2 separate regions of the Sus scrofa genome follow, and region 1 is linked to region 2. The links are chromatin contacts, called in public promoter capture Hi-C maps. All regions are on one chromosome and are shown on one strand. The core of a region is the stretch at or near the end of the contact, and the rest is flanking DNA. Distances in the headings are between cores, read along the strand shown.

Region 1 (3,318 bases), core at 432-2,931, 37 kb after region 2:
GCAACGCCGGATCCTTAACCCACTGAGTGAGGCCAGGGATCGAACCCGAAACCTCATGATTACTAATCGGATTCGTTTCTGCTGTGCCACCTGGGAACTCCTATGAGCCCAATTCTTGCCTCTCCTCATATCTAGAAAAACACTAAGATCCTTCATGATGACGAGATCAGCAGCAAAATGTCTGTAAATGCATGCTTGGCTGTGTCCACTTCCCCTTCCCCTTTATCACTTATACCTTGATATTTCCCCTTTCCTCTTTGGAGCACCAGAGCTGTCTGAAATACTGCCTCCTGGGCTATAGTGAAGTGGACAAAACAAAAGATGTCAAGGTCACCTCTGAGTGCAGCCACTCCCAAGGGTGAGCTGGTGAGCCCTGAGAGCACTCAGGAAAGAAACAAAGAAGACTGGCCCATAGCGGAGGTGCCTATCAAAGGAGTGATTTCAGTAAGCCCAGACCTTTACATCTTCCCAGAGAAACTGATTTTCTGTAAATATTTTCTGTAAATCTTTTGTTCCTACTACCTTCCCTTTGTTGCAAAAACTTGTATATATATCCCAGGTCCCCTCTCACCTCCTGGGAGCAGTTTTCTCAAGGCTACCTGAGATGCTGTCTGCCAGGCTTAAGTCCTAATTTTGCCCCAAATAAAACTTCAGGTTGTGCAATTTTTTCATCTTTATTTTTATTTTTTATTTTTTTCATTGTCAGCTGCCCCATGGCATATGGAGCTCCCGAGCCAGGGATCAGATCCGAGCCACAGTCTTGACCTAAGCCAAAGCTATGGCAATGCTGGATCCTTAACCCACTATGCTGGGCTGGGTATGGAACACTGGACCCATTGCTCCCAAGATGTCACAATCCCATTGTGCCACAGCGGGGATCCTGTGCAATTTTTTAAAGTTGACAGATATTTAGAACCTAATCAGCCAAAAGCTCCAGGATCAAATGTCTGACAAAATTAGATTTATTGATTTGAAATGAGGGAGGGAATTCCAGAGGAATCTTGAAATTCTGCCCTGCAAGAGAAGGGAGGGAAGGTCTTTTGTAAAGTTTGGCTCTAGATAAAGGATTTGTGGGAGGGAATCAGGAGAGTGGGAATCAGTTCTGGATTGGTTTCTGGTTTTGAAGTGGAATTAGAAGAGATTAATTTAGGGGGATTTGAGTGCTATCATAAGGCCAGGGGTGGTTTAGCAAGTGGATATCTCCATTATTAAATGAAAATAGCTAAGCTATTTTTTTCTTTTCTTTTTGGCCCCAACTGTGGCATGCAGCCACAGCAGCGGCAACCCCAGTTCCTTAACCCGCTGAGCCGCGAGGGAACTCCAGTTTGGAGCATCACTGGTTGCTTTTTCTTTTTTTTGGCCACGTCTTCCAGGCCAGGGATTGAACCCAAGCCACAGCAGCGACCTGAGCCACAGCAGTGACAATTGCAGGATCCTTAACCGCGAGGCCAGCAGGGACCTCCGATGTTTCTTTAACCTGCAAAGGAATTCCAGTTTTAGGACACTCCTCTGTAGCCAAGAACCGAAGCCTTGGACTAAGAGCCCTAGAGACTCGGCAGCACCAAAACTTCCTCCCTAGAAGCAGATCTCTCAGGAGCCCCTCCCTATCAGAACCTGGACGCTAGGTGAAACCGGATGTTGATGCTCTTGCCATGGTGACGGACGCGAATGCGGAAGTTACGCCAGAGGAAGAGGAAGTGAAGTGGGCTGCGGACCCACGTGGGTCCTGCGCGTGTTTCTAGGTCCCTGGAACTTAGTCCTTTAAAGTCACTCTCGGCTTAGTCGACATGGGTCGCTCGGGGAAGTTGCGCTCCGGCGTCTCGGCCAAGTTGAAGCGCTGGAAGAAAGGCCATAGCAGCGAAAGCAACCCTGCCATCTGCCGTCACCGCCAGGCCGCCCGCAGCCGCTTCTTCAGTCCGCCCTCAGGTAGCAGGGTGACAACCCAAGGCATTGCGGGCGGAGGGGTTCTGGGCGGGGCTGGATCCTGATGGATCTGAGCCTTCTGGAGGCTTTGGGGAGCAACCATCGGCCTTTCCTCTCTTAAAATGTTCAATCTGGAGCCTGCTGTAAAGGTCCACCTTCCCCATTTAACAGATGCAGAAACTGAGTCCACAGGAGGGAAATGACTTGGCTAGGGTACCAGGAGTATCATAGTCAGTACTCTCGGCTGGAATTAACCTTAGTGACTCTTTGCGAGTCGCTTTCATCTTAATCTCTCAACCAAGCCCCTCGCCGCAGCCCCTAGCTGACTCCTACCGGCGAAACTTTTACCTGGAGGGTTCCCTTTCTGAGTTAAGTTCTAGGTGTACAATGGGATAATGAGGCAGACCGCGTTCGGAATTTAGCCTCTCGGGTTGGGGGCCTGGACTCCACAGGTTTGTTTCCTAGGGTTCTTGTTCTCTTGGCCAAAAGGCGGCTTGGGTTAAAATAAGGGCCTTACCCTATGCCCCCGGTTCTCAGGAAAGAGCAACCTGACAGTTGATGCAGTGAAGTTGCATAATGAGATGCAGTCAGGGTCTCTGCGCCTGGGCAAAAGTGAAGCCCCTGAGACAGTCATGGAAGAAGAAGAGGTGGCCCCGGCTCTCACAGAGAAATCTTCAGGCACCTTCCTGAGTGGCCTCTCCGACTGCACAAATGTCACCTTCAGCAAAGTGCAGCGCTTCTGGGAGTCTAACTCGGCTGCCCACAAGGAGGTAAGGGGGAGGGTCAGGGCAGCAGGAGGCTAGTGAGGGGGGCCAGTTGGACTGTTGATTGGTGACAGCAGCTGGAATCTATGGATATTGTGTCCTGCCCTTTTTGTCCTCTACTCATTTCTTCTTCTGGGGCAGTTTCCACTACTTTTTTTTTTTTTTTTTCCCACCCGTCTTTTATCTTTTTAGGGCCGCACCAGTGGCATATGGAGGTTCCCAGGCTAGGGGTCCAACCAGGGCTGTAGCCGCCGGCCTACGCCACAGCCACAGCCACAGCCACAGCAATGCCAGATCCAAGCTGCCTCTGTGATCTACACCACAGCTCACAGCAGTGCTGGATCCATAACCCACTGAGCAGGACCAGGGATCGAACCCGAGTCCTCATGGATGCTAGTCGGGTTTGTTAACCATTGAGCCATGACAGGAACTCCCAGTTTCCACTACTTCTTTTTTTTTTTGTCTTTTTGCCATTTCTTGGGCCGCTCCTGCGGCATATGGAGGTTCCCAGGCTAGGGGTGGAATCGGAGCTGTAGCCACCGGCCTACGCCAGAGCCATAGCAACTCGGGATCCAAGCCGCGTCTGCACCCTACACCACAGCTCACGGCAACGCCTGATCGTTAACCCACT
Region 2 (3,580 bases), core at 1,054-3,553:
ATGCTTGCCTCAAGGGCTAGACTTACCAACTCTCACCTGCCCTGTAACTTGACCACTTAGGGCTCAACTCTGCCCTTAAATAGTTCTGTGACCTTGGCCAGGTCACCAAACCCCGTTGGGACTCGACTTTCTTGTGTTCCCATTCAATGAGGGGACAGGATTAAATACTAAGGTCCCTTACAGCTCTACCCCTTTATGATCCTATATATATACTTATATACACTTGATAAGGTATAAATGAAATGTTTATAAAGTGCTTAGCACAATACCTGGGTCATGGAAGTACTCAATAAATACTTGCTGAATGAGTGACCTGGAGGGATGCTGAAGTGGAAAGGCTGGTCAGATGTCTATCTGGCTTACAAATAACAGCAAGGACACCCCTGCCAATGTGATAACACTAAATAGGCGTCCATTGCTACATTCTTCATGATCAATAAAAAGAGAAATGAAAACCATTATTAGAATCACAGCACTTAGGAGCCAGAAGTCATTTTATCTTTTTTTTTTTTTTTTTTTTTTGCCTTTTCTAGGGCCGCTCCCGCGGCATATGGAGGTTCCCAGGCTAGGGGTCGAATCAGAGTTGTAGCTGCAGGCCTACAACACAGCCACAACAACGTGGAATCCGAGCCGCATCTGTGACTTACACCACAGCTCACGGCAATGTCGGATCCTTAACCCACTGAGCAAGGCCAGGGATCGAACCGGCAACCTTATGGTTCCTAATTGGATTCCTTAACCACTGCACCATGACGGGAACGCCCAGAAGTCATTTTAGAAAGCTAGTCCAACCAGAAATCAAGCCAAACAATAGTTCCCATTGCGGCTCAGTGGTAATGAACCCAACAAGTATTCAAGAGGTTACAGGTTCTATCCCTGGCTCCACTCAGTGGTTTAAGGATATGCATTACCACAAGCTGTAGTTTAGGTCACACACAGCTCAGATCTGGCGTTGCTGTGGCTGTGGCATAGGCTAGCAGCTGCAGCTCCAAATTAGACCCCTAGCCTGGGAACTTCGATATGCTGCAGATTTGGCCCTAAAAAGAAAAAGAAAGAAAGAGAAAGAAAGAAAGAAAGAAACCAAACATGTAAACTGAAAGCTTGTAGATGCAAAGCTACAGATCAGATTATTGTAAAGGAAGACTGAGGCCAAGCCCCTGCCCCTTATTTTAGGGATTTGTGCACAGGGCACGCAGGGGAGGGTGTACGCCAGGGAAGAGAATACTTAGTCCATGGGGCTATAACTTAACATATGAAGTTTTCATCTCATGAAACTGAGGTAAAGCAGAACTCAAAAAAACAAAACTGTGTGCTGGGGGTCAGGGGGGCGGGAGTGAACAGGACAGGAAATAGAGCCACCCACTACTGATCCCCAGCCCTAGCTCTGAGCATTCTGATCCCTGAGTAGTAGCCACAGGCCATCAGAAGAGACATCTGACATCTGCCACAGATCAGAGGAGATGGAAAGCCACTACACTCAAAGGCTCTAAGTCACCATCTCTCTTCCAAAGGGAAACCGGATATGCGGGACATGTGGGGTGAGAAGGGATTCGAAAGCCACCAGAAGGCAAAGGAAACCGAGAAAAATGTCGACAAATCTCATATGGACAAAGATGCCGTTCTCAGGGTATTTGCAGTCTCAAGTACTGGACGTCAATCATCAGAGAGAGCAGCTTTTATTCATGCGCAGACTTCCCTGCCAGACTAACACGCTCCACTTGACAAGATCCGACCGCAAGATGCAAGCTGCAGTTACAAAAACCAGGAAAAGGTTTTACTTCACATAAAGGCTGGCCTGGTCAAAGGGTGATGGACTGGAAGTAAAATAACTTGGATACCGATTTGGTCTCTACCTTGAACTATCTTAGAGACACTGCACAAGTCAAATCCTATCTCTGGAGCTGAGCTTCCAAATCTGTGAAATGGGTGAGTTGGGTTGGCTGACCTCCTTCAACTCTGCACCGTAAGACTGTCGGAAGGTGCGCTCCGCCCGGTTTGAAGGCAAGGCCGTACAGAGCAGGAACTCGGGCTCACAAGGCCGGAATAGGGCCCGACCCTAGCAAAAGGGACAGGACTGAGCAGCAAAGGCCGTGGCTTCGCTCTTACCTGCCTCCCCAATCAGTCAAATCGAATCCTGCAGCCTCCGCTGCAGCTCACTGCTACCCCCTCCAGCTCCGCGCCACAGCCCGGCCCGGCTCAACCCAACCAACCATGTCCAGCAGCCCACAGCTCCAGCCTGCAGACCCGGACCCGCCGCCTGCCCATTCTCTTCCACAGGCGCAAGCGCAAGCGCAGGAGTTCCGGAACTCCGCCCCCAAGCCCGTCCCGGGGCAACCTGGGAAATGGAGTTTACCCCTCCCCTCAAGAGTGAGTCTGGCGAGCACGTGACAGAAGTCACCAATTGGCGCGTTTCTTACTGCGGGAGTGCACACCTGATGTTGGCCAATGAGCAGTCGACCTCATTTTCCTTCGGACTTCGGACAGAGGCAGTCATGGCACCACCTGTGAGGTATTGCATCCCCGGTAAGTCGGCGGTTCCCAGAGGGAATCCTGGGCAGAGGCAAAGGCAGGAAGGCCGGACGACCAACAGCTTCTGCGGTCCTGTGGCTGATGCAGCGGTTTTTTGGGTTTTTTTTTTTTGCGCAGGCGAACGTCTGTGTAATTTGGAGGAGGGGAGCCCCGGCAGCGGCACCTACACCCGGCACGGCTACATCTTTTCGTCGCTTGCTGGCTGCCTGACGAAGAGCAGCGAGAACGGCGCGGTAAAGGGGCTGGTTTCCTCTCTCCTCGGTTTCTGCCTTTCTCATGCTGCTTTTGATGTCACGATCCTTAGGCAAGGGCCCTGCGGGCGCGATTCGGGATCCTCGTTCAGTAGAAGGAGTTGGTCTCAGAGTCCCCAGTGAGCCACAGAGTCTTTGTACACACGCCGTCTGTCTGGAACGCGCTACTCTCTTCCTTATCCTGTGTTTGTTTATTTTGACGGGGCCGCACCTGGGGCATGTGGAGATTCCTGGGCCAGGGATGGAATCCCCGCCACAGCAGTGACCCCAGCCACTGCAGTGACAAAGTGAGATCCTTAATCCACTCACCCACAAGAAAACTCCTCCCTTAGCCTATTTAATTCCTACCTAACTTTCAGATAGCCCCACTGGTACCACTTTCTCATATAAGCCCTCCTAAACACCACTAATAAAAAGAATTTTGGAAGTTCTCTTGTGGTTCAGTGGCTTAGGATGCTGCTGTGGCTTGGGTGGGTCTGATCTCTGGAATTAACTCATTCTGCAGGAACTCATCTGAAATGATTGGATTATGCCTTCGAGCAGCATTCTGTGGCCCCTTGGCTCTCCTATGTTCTAAAATTTCTTTTTTTAAGTCTTTTTTTATTAAAGTATAGTCAACTGTCAGTATTCGTCAATTTTTGCTGTGCTGCAGTGACCTAGTCATACATACATATACATTTTTTTTCTCATATTTTCTTCTATCATGTTCTATCACAAGTGATTGTGTATAGTTCCCTGTGCTATACAGCAGGACCTCATTGCTTATCCATTCTAAATGTAATAGTTTGCATCTACTAACC

The links. Promoter capture Hi-C pulls out the DNA fragments that hold promoters and counts their contacts.
Region 1: a contact with region 2 is called in a promoter capture Hi-C map of liver, with 3 times the contacts expected there. The contact joins the promoter of RRP12 here to the promoter of ZDHHC16 in region 2. A contact is called at or near these places in 1 of 5 promoter capture datasets (liver), 15 of 47 Hi-C or Micro-C datasets (alveolar macrophages, blood, brain and 7 more) and 2 of 2 datasets of contacts at active chromatin or transcription factors (alveolar macrophages and skeletal muscle).

What each region holds. Positions count from the first base shown.
Region 1 is chr14:108,803,876-108,807,193 of Sscrofa11.1, reverse strand. RRP12 (RRP12-like protein) reads left to right here and starts at 1,681. Exons shown (of 34, transcript XM_021072760.1): 1 at 1,681-1,926; 2 at 2,461-2,693. The coding sequence starts at 1,788.
Region 2 is chr14:108,841,673-108,845,252 of Sscrofa11.1, reverse strand. It overlaps ZDHHC16 (probable palmitoyltransferase ZDHHC16), which reads right to left and starts at 2,303. Exons shown (of 10, transcript XM_001928815.5): 1 at 2,107-2,303. EXOSC1 (exosome complex component CSL4) reads left to right here and starts at 2,426. Exons shown (of 8, transcript XM_001928803.6): 1 at 2,426-2,523; 2 at 2,647-2,762. The coding sequence starts at 2,436.